2 separate regions of the Xenopus tropicalis genome follow, and region 2 is linked to region 1. Evidence: chromatin contacts called from public Hi-C data. All regions are on one chromosome and are shown on one strand. The core of a region is the stretch at or near the end of the contact, and the rest is flanking DNA. Distances in the headings are between cores, read along the strand shown. Region 1 overlaps insr (insulin receptor). Region 2 holds the start of insr (insulin receptor).

Region 1 (4,794 bases), core at 916-3,415:
TACATAGAATTTGTTATTTTATGATATTGTAATTTATTTTCTAGTTAGTGCCAGGCATTTCCTCTTCAAGAGAATGAAGTAGTTGCCACTTTTCAACACCCTGGAATGTGGCCTGAACAGGGACAGGGGTTTTATGTCCAGATATGACTTTAACTAAGAGATCTGCAACCTAGAAAAACACAGCTAAGGACAATTTACTTCTCAAAAGACAATTTCTTTAGGCTGACTTCATCTCACAACAAGGTGCTAATTGCACTAGTATTTGCATCCTTGGCAGAGTGAAGCTAAACTGTGCATTCTAGGAAGCTTGTCCATATCTGGACCAAAATGTGATCTTGTCTTTACATGTCACATTTTCCATTTGTAGTTTATTTATTACAGTTTGATATAGACAGACAGTTTGATAATGTAGTGCACCCTTATCTTATCTCTTTTTTTGTTAAGGTCAATTTTATTTATTGTTTTTAATACAAAAACAAAACACACAAAAACACTGATATAAGTATAGTTTCCAGGTCTATAAAATATACATCAGAGTCAATGAAAGAAGTATAGTTTGTGGTACAGAGAAAAATAGTATTGCATAGTATCCAACCATGGTGACCAGATACATTCAAATTTGTTCTGAGTACCCCTAACCTCTGAGGTAATTTTTATAAGTGGTATCGTCTTGCTGACTAGCTGTTGCCATGAGCGGACACTAGGTAAAGTAGTTCCCATCCAGTGCATCATAATATCTTTCTTAGCATAATATAGCAATGACCAGTATCTGTTGCGAGCATAATTGGTTGAAATGATATCATCTAAGATACCCAGAAGGCAAATTTTAGGTGACATTATGTGAGGGAACTCAAAATCATTTGCCATGATGTTGATAATATTTTGCTAGAAGTTGGCTTTATCTTATCACTTTACTTTGAGTGCAGTGGGATGACATCCCGGCACTTCTTTTTTACCCCCAGCATACTGGAGCTTTTGAGTGCGGCTGCTGAAGCCATCCATCTTGGTAGTTTCATCCCAGTATAAAGATTTTCCCCACCGGCCGCTGTATATATTTGTTCCCACTTTATATATGTTTTTGTGTGCAGAATTCATGACGGAGGTCAGTTGGCAAGAGTAGATCACAGGGTGACAAAGTCTGGGCACCCCTGACCTAACCCTACATTTTCTGCAGTTTTTCAATGGCTAACACGGGGTACAACACCTTACTACACAGAGATGTGAAAAAGAACTGGCCTACTACATTGAAAAGCAGGTAAAATACTGTACTTGTGCAAAGACTCAGCAACTTCCAGCCATCAAAGACACTATAGTACAATGGCACAAAGCCCAATAACAGCTGCATGCTCTCAAAGGATGCTAGAAGTTGTAGTTAAACAACATGCAGACTATTGGTCCACAGTATATTCTTTGCCAACCACTAGTGCGTCATTTTTATGCCAGTAGCCCCTACAGTAATAGTGAACAGTACTATGAGGTTAAAAAGTAATTTTTAAAAAAAACCATAATAATTAACTATCTGCTAGGGGGTCTAAAATTGTAAAATCATTCTGAAACTGGTGTGTCACATAAGGCGGCTTTGCCTTGCAAAACTCACTAAAGTAAACGTTAGCAACAGGTTTCCAGTGTATCACAGGTGACACTTAAATAGATACAGTGGTTATTTATAGGCAGGTAGAGATGCTGCAGACATATATATAGGTATCGCTATCTGCAGTTATTTGCAGGCACCTATATACACTTTGCTCCACAAAACACAGACTGATATATAAGAAGACGCTGTGATTACAGAACCACATAATTCTCTCTTCCAGTTCCAGGCATATTCCATTCCAGGACTCTGCTGTTGCCCAAGCGCCGCCCTCACCCTTAGCCAATCCCATGGCAGCTGGAAACAGACCAACCTGGGATCTGCCCGCCTCCCCCTCATCCAAGCTCTCCTCAGCTGCTCCCCCCAAACGCTGGATGTACTTTAACAGAAAAGAAACTACGCGATTAACCCTTTCAATGCCAGCAAAAGTAGAAAGAGTACAGGGAAGATACCAGTTCTCTGCAATGGATGTACAAAATTGCAAAGCAAAAGGAAAGATTATATGAAGCCAAGTGTGAGTCACACGCAGAGCTAAATAGGGCAATGGTAGTCATTACAGGAATGACAAGCTTACAGATCCAGCTGTTGTGAACTGCAGCTCCCAGTATCCACAGCCATCCTATAAATTAAAGCCACAGCAAGACTTGGATATGCAATAGCGTTGCTAAAACATTTAGACTGCAGGGTTTGGGCAACATGTTAAAGGTCCGGTATTCTTACAGAAGAAGTTATAATCACATAGGGCTATGAGAGGAGTTTCAGAGAGATTTAAAATAGAATTAACAGAAAGAGTTAGGGGAAGGTTCTATATGGACAGGTGATTTACAAGCAGGGAAGAATGAGCCACAGTCTAGTATGTAATGTATGGACAAGAAGAATCAGATAGAGAGAAAGAGAATAGAAAGAGGAAACAACAGAGTGTTATACAGACTGTTAGGCAGTTTATAAGATTTCCATAAAAAACTCAATGTATCACTTTCTGGCCCTGAGCACTTACATTTGGTCACATATTATAGCATTAAATGCTTTTAAATTAAATTCCACAGACAGGGAAGGATTAAACTTGCTACTGCTGCTACACACACATACACACACACACACACACACAGCAACAAATATCTTTACAAACTGATGTGTGGATCAGTGCATGGAGCTCATCTCTCATACATGGTGAGATGGACTGTCTTATCATAAGTGGATGTGCTGCAGTTCCGCCTGTCTTTTTTTTTAAGATAGAGGAACAATAATTAAATGTTTGGGAACTAAGTAAGCAGCAACCAGCAGCACCAGCTGCTGTGAGCCTGTAAACTACACCTCCCAGCATCCTCTTCATGTTATCATTTGAATGATGAGGCTGCCCTAGTTATAGATCTGATATAGATAGAACTGACTTAGAGTAGAACAAATTATTTGGCAATATCTATTCTTATGGTCAGACTCCCACATAAGTCTACTGTCCGACTTTCCCCCCCACATCCACATTAATTGGCCCCTACAAATCCCCCTATTCTAACCCCACCCTGAATCTGGAACTTTACATGATAATTAAAGAAAAACAAAATCTGCTGGAAATATATCTTTTTTTAAAATTACAAACTGCCCCATTTGGAGCTTTACTCCTAGGCCTGGGCCACTCTGACCTGTGTGGTAAATACATGTTTCCAACTAACTACAATTACCAGCATGCTCGCACAGCCACACAGTCATCTTATTTATAAGGAACACCTGGGAATCAGAGGCCAGAGACCCCCCCAATCTAGCTAGAGTGCTAGTGCCATGAAATCTGCCAAAACTTGTAGGTTGCATGCAATGAAAAACATTTTACGGTTATCCAGAGCTCACTGTACATTCAATAACTGAACATTTTTTCCACAGCTTAATGCAGTAATTTCTTCCAAAGAATACAAAAAATAAATAGTAAAACCCCCTTTTTTCCCAGTAACCCGATCCAGGGCCTCTAGACAGGCTGGTAATTCCAGCCATGCTGCATACCAAAGGCAGGAGCGTCTGAAACATCAAAATGGAGCCCTTATAGAAAACAGTCACACACAAAAACGGAGGTATTTAATAAAAATACAGACACACAATATTTTGATGCATTTATGAGAGAGGATAGACAACTAACATTCACAGGCAGCATCTGTTAATGCTTATAGTGCCTTCATAGAGCTCCGCGTGTACATTATTGCACATCTGATTTTTGACATTTTTTCACATATGCTCCACTTCCTGTTATGTGTCAGCTGGTACATAAAATACCCTTAAGGGCTCTTACACACTAGTGTCTTAAAAATCCATGTTGAGCTTGTCAAAACTCAAATACTGTGTTTGTATACATTTTTTTTTTTTTTTTTTTTTTTAACAGGTTTTTGTGAGGCCTAAAAACAATGCTGGATGCTGTTGGGTACAACCAGGCAGAATATAACAGTCAGCCAGGAAGCGGGTGGGTTTTTCATTTGTCAGCTCTAATTTCACATTGTAATAAATCTGCCCCTAAGAGTTATATATCACACAGCAACACATTTATATAGCAATATTGTTACAGATTTTTTAACGGGAAACTGAAGCTTTTTTTTTTTAGACTATTTTGCTTTTACTCCTACGGTAGGAAATGTTTAAATCTTTAATAAAACTATTAAGTACCTGCTTGATACTTGTTGCTTGTTTTACTCCACATTTTATGTTCGATAAAAAAGGGTTTCATTCTCCAGGAAATACTAAACCAGATTGTGGATACAAAATAAGAAATACTCCCCTCACATAAGTACATTTTTCCAATAACAGCACCAAGTGGATACTCAGAGGTTAAAGTAGATGCCGTTTCTTTCTTTTAATATATTTCACTCTATATTTTCACTCTTCAATATATACTTTCACACACAGTATGTCTTGCACTTGGATTAACCATATTAATGCAGGTTACAGGATATGGTACCCTTCAATAGATTCAAACATGGCTGCAGTGTTTTGGGAGCAGTGGTGCAGCAGGAACTGGTGCAGCACTGATAAAAGACGGACAGAGATGTACACAGAGGTATGTAGTTAGAGGTATGCAGAGATTGCAGTTAGTGTGGCTCACAGTAAGAGCAAATACAACATCAAAGGTACATGCTGTAAGGTGCAGTAATGGGGAAGGAAGGAGGGGGCAGTGGGATTAGTAATCTCTACTGCTGGCATTCCATGCTTACAACCAACATTTTCTG
Region 2 (4,794 bases), core at 1,105-3,604, 50 kb after region 1:
TTAAAACACTAAACTAATGGTCTGTGAAAAATATACAGACATATTGGGGGCTATTTACTAACAGCTGGATTTTTAGCGCTAAAAGTCTCAGAAAAAAAGTGTTGACAAAACAGCTCAAAATTCAGATGCGACCAGTCAAAAAATTCAGAGTTTCGCGAATTTTTCCTACACCTACTTATTCAGTTCAGATTTTTTAGTAAATGCCATGGACATTTGCGGAAATGAGTTTATTTGAATTCATAAAAAGAAAAAAAAATAAGAAATATTAAAGTTTTAGTAAATTTGCCCCGAAACGTAGTTAGCAAGAGGCTCAAAGTGTGGGGTCTTCACCTCATGGTATTCAAATATCAGTACACACATTGACATTTCCCTAGTAAGGTGCTCTTGTTTGCCTGGCTCCTTTGGAATTCTAACAACCCATGACACATAGAAAATTCCTATGAGGAAGGGTTAATCTGCAGGTACAAGGGACGTGTGCTACACCCTCCATTGCTTGGGAAGCATATGCCATGCAGCACACATCTCCACATCAATGACTACTTAACTACACGCCATGTGGATTGTCTGTGTGTCCGGATTATTAAGGGATGAGCAGGCAACACTAAACCCTTCCACGTTGTAAATTTCACTTCACGTATATTACAAACTTTGCAACTCTCATAAAAGAATGAATTCTTAGTATTTCAATTGAACGTCTCTGTTAATTAGATTATCTGCCGCCCAGTAAAGCCAAGTAGGCGGTGGCCCCAGTAGCAGGCCCCAACCCCACCCCCACCATGTTTACAATCTCAAATGAAACCAAGCGGAGGCCTAGCGCGCTGCATCAAGCCGGCCGCCTCCATTTTAGCTGCGCGCTTCCTCCCACAGGCACCAGTCAGAGCGGGACACTAAAGCCCGCGGTCTGGCAGTACCCACTAGGCCCGAAACGTCACATACTAGTGATAAAACCAAACACTGCAAGCAGCAGCATTAATATTTCTACGTAGAAATCCAACCTATCAGCTAAGCGTCACTGAACTACAACTACCACCCCGACTTTCACAAGTAGTGTTGTAGTCCGACAGTAGCTAGAAATAGTAGGTTGGAGGTTTCATTAAATAATAGGAAATAACTCTGTATCGCTGCTATTAAAGTACAAGCAGGGAACTCCATACTGCTCCCTTGTTGGTTGCGCACATGTAACAGTTATATACCAAATAACATACTCACTTTTCCCGTCGTTTTGGTCGCACAGAATGAGCATAAAAATGATGAATATTCCCGCAATGGACTTCCAGCCCACCTTGCTCTTGGGGTTATTATTGGGGTGCCCCTCACCCCACAATACACCCTGTCCCATGCCAATGTTTCAAGCTCAGCTCCCCACCTACAAGTTCTATTTCCCCAGCAAATATAGTGGGGAGCTTGTATTACCAAAACTGACAAGGACAAAGGGTATAAAAAAAAAATCCAAAATATTAGTCTAAGACAACAAAAATATTTCAAAGTAAGGTCCTATTTAATGATGTGATTGTGACAGCTCAGAGACTGAGGAAGCATGGTTTATAAAAGCAGCTTCAAGAGAGGAAAAAAAAATCATATATATATATATATATATATATAAATATAGATTTCCTCTCCAAATACAATGTTATTAGGTTTGGAATCACTCCAGATTTATTCTTTGGAAATCCTCTCTTGCCAACTGGGGATTCTGTTTATAAATTCTTCTACTGTTTTTTTTTTCCCAAGACACGAAGATTTTTTTAACACAGGAAAAATGTTGAAATCCTGTAAAAAATGTAAAAAAAAAATCCAGATTATGCCTGAAAAAAAACTTTCTCACAAGGAAATCGCCTTTTAAAAAAAAAAAAAAACAATCTTTTCCTGTATTCTTATAAACTGTGTTTCCAACCCAAAATTAGAAAAAGTAGGAGGAGGGGTGAGAAAAGAATATTTCCTTTAAGGATGATTAATTTGGGCTGTATCCGCAATAGAGACAATGCGAAGCTGTGCTGGCTGGGTCATGCATGTGTGGATCCTTCTATGGGGCCCAGTGTATGATCCTCAAAGACTTGATCGCTCCGTGTCTTCAGCCCTGAGACACTGCCACAAGAACCTCGTTATTCTGTGGGACCCTGATCTGGAATCCTGGCACCGCGTTCCGTCTTCCGTTTCCCCCACCGCTCGGGGAATAAATCAAGGGGAAAAAAGTGTGTAGAAAACGAGAGATTTGCGCAAAAAAATAACCATGTACATATATGTTACTAGTTCTTGCAAAGTCTCTCCCCCCCCCTTTCCCAACCAGTATCCAACCAGTAAACAAGAGCTGTTAGTCAGCTGGGAGAGAACTAGCCTGTGTAAAACCTGGCGCGGAACAACGCTCACAGACTGGATTCCGATCCCTCCTATTTCCACTCTATTTCTTCTCAAACGCTTCTGAAGCACAACCACTTCGCAAGGACTCAGTTGGGTAAATTGGCAGCAAAACAAGCCTGGGGCTTGTTAGTTTCTACTAAACTGTTGTTTTTTTGTTTTTTTTAAACAAATTGCTTATACTTTGCGAAAAGTGGATGAAGTCGAAGCTGTTTTTCAGGTTATTATTGTCATTTTATTCCATCTGTGGATGGAAGACAGAACCTGTAAATATGTATACTTATTCTATTCTACATAGACAAAATAGTTTAGAGCTGGTCTAGAGCCAAAAGCTTACACGTGATTTCATGTGTTCCATTCTTTTTACTGTATCAAAATATATTGTATTAGTGTGACAGTCACAGTGAGTCTGCGGAATAGCAAGTATGCTAAGGACAAAAGTCACCAGTGTCACCTCCATTTATTTTTAGTGCAAAAAACGTATATTGTGCAAGACAATCTATATTCACAACTTGTTCTTCTCAGAGCAGTCACAGGACATATGCCTCAGGCACTTTACCTTGTTATTAAAAGATATATATATATATATATATATATATATATATGTGTGTGTGTGTGTGTGTATATCTCTCTATCTCTCTCTGAAGGGAATCACCCTACACTTAAAAATTATAAATGACTGGGTGCGTAGATAATGAAAGTATTTATTAATCATTACTTCTTCACACACTCACATTCAAGACTTTACGATAGCTGCTCCCCTTGTCTAGATTTCTCTCCCACAGTCTGTCCGACTTTATCCCAATCTCTCTGCTTTCAAAAGAACTAAAAAAAAATATTTAGAGAATTTTACCCTTAATTAACTTAGCATAACTTCAATATGCTCCTACATGCAATACCCTATGCTACATCTCTCACCTTGCTTAGTTCTGATCTTGCCCATATTCAAACCTTGGGGCACATTCATCAAAGTAAGAGTTTCGAATCCCGAAATGGGAAAAATTCCGATTAGATACGATAATTTCTGATGATCGCAAATATCACGAAAATGCTTACGAAAAAATCAGAATAGTCACGATAATATCGTATTGGCGATCCGAAAGTCACAACATTTTTGTATTGAACGATACTACACGGGGGGAAAATCTTTCCGACTTTGATCCAAAGTAAAGTCACGATAACGAAGCTTGAATGAATCCGAAACTTTCGTACTCGGCGTGGTAATACAATTTTGTTGCGTAATTTTTGATGCACAGTACGAAAATGTTGCGCAAATTAGCAAAAAAATTGGCAAAAATATCCCAGGTATGAAAAACTCGGACTCGGACCGAATAAATCTGCCCCCTTGTATCTCAACCCCTTCTCTGTTTAGAATGTAAACTCTTTTTGGCTGGGCCCTCTTCACCTCTTGTATTGGTTAATAGTTGTTTTGTATGTAAACCTGTATGCCCATTTATTGTACAGCTCTGCAGAATATGTTGGTGCTTTATAAATACATTTTCATAATAATATTTATAAAAGTTAAAAAAAAGTATAGCACTCAACAGGGCTTGGTAAAATATAAAGAGCAATTTATTTAGTGTTAACCCAGTGTGTGCAGTCCCTTTATTTTAATATTTTGTCACTACAAGTATCACTGCAGGCTGAATTTATAATAATGTAATGAATCAAAGCAACATATTAACACACATCTCTAAGCACAATGAATTGTTTAATCCTGTTCCATTTTCCAGCTGTGTAATGATCATCTAACATAACTGGAAATAAAGCAAATAAAATAGGACAGTATGTCTGTGCCTGTAAAGAATGCAGTACAGTGTGTGCTATTTTCTGCCATGTAAGGTTGTAAGGGCTATTTTGCTTTTTGCTATTTCACATAAAAGGAACATTTTGGAGAGTTGAAGCGCTTTGGGGACTGCAACACCCAGCAGAGTCCCTCTACCAAGTCTGCGAAGAGAATTCTGGGAACTCCAGTTCTGCAACAATTGGAGTTGGCTATCCCTGCTGTATCACTTACTGCTACATCTTGCCCTGTTAATTTAAAATGCTCTTACTGACAATGTCAAAAGCCTGGCATGCTGACAATAAAAATCCTCATTTCTGTGTGTGTGTGTATTTGCAATATATATACATATATAATTTGCACTCCAACTATAACACCAACCTTATTTGTGATTACAAATAAAATTTAACACGCTCTTATAAGCCCCAGGTTGACAAAACTAGGACAGACACAGAATGAATACAGATATGTTTATAAATACATAATGTTCTGGTTATTTGCTCCCCATATGTGTTTCAGTTACAGTGTAACATCTAGGCCTTGAGTCAGTTTTACTTTACTTTGTAAGTCATATACAAACATGCTTTGTGCAGACAAAACAGAATACATATATAAATGCCCTTGTACCAGGTTTTATCCAAGTCTACAAAGTATTT

The links. Hi-C and Micro-C count contacts between places; a contact is called where the count stands out from the background.
Region 2: a Hi-C map of liver shows a contact between it and region 1, with 2.3 times the contacts expected there. The contact joins the promoter of insr here to the enhancer-like site in region 1. A contact is called at or near these places in 2 of 5 Hi-C or Micro-C datasets (brain and liver).

The regions. Positions count from the first base shown.
Region 1 is chr1:111,792,331-111,797,124 of UCB_Xtro_10.0, forward strand. The region is part of intron 2 of insr (insulin receptor); the gene reads right to left. Among named protein-coding and RNA genes, the nearest start is that of insr, 50 kb to the right of the region's middle. Within about 2 kb of position 2,166, at least 6 of the 11 cell types and tissues checked have an H3K27ac peak or open chromatin away from gene starts, as enhancers often do. A contact at or near this core is called in liver, where this site is marked.
Region 2 is chr1:111,842,188-111,846,981 of UCB_Xtro_10.0, forward strand. It overlaps insr (insulin receptor), which reads right to left and starts at 2,355. Exons shown (of 21, transcript XM_002934379.5): 1 at 1,210-2,355. The coding sequence starts at 1,339.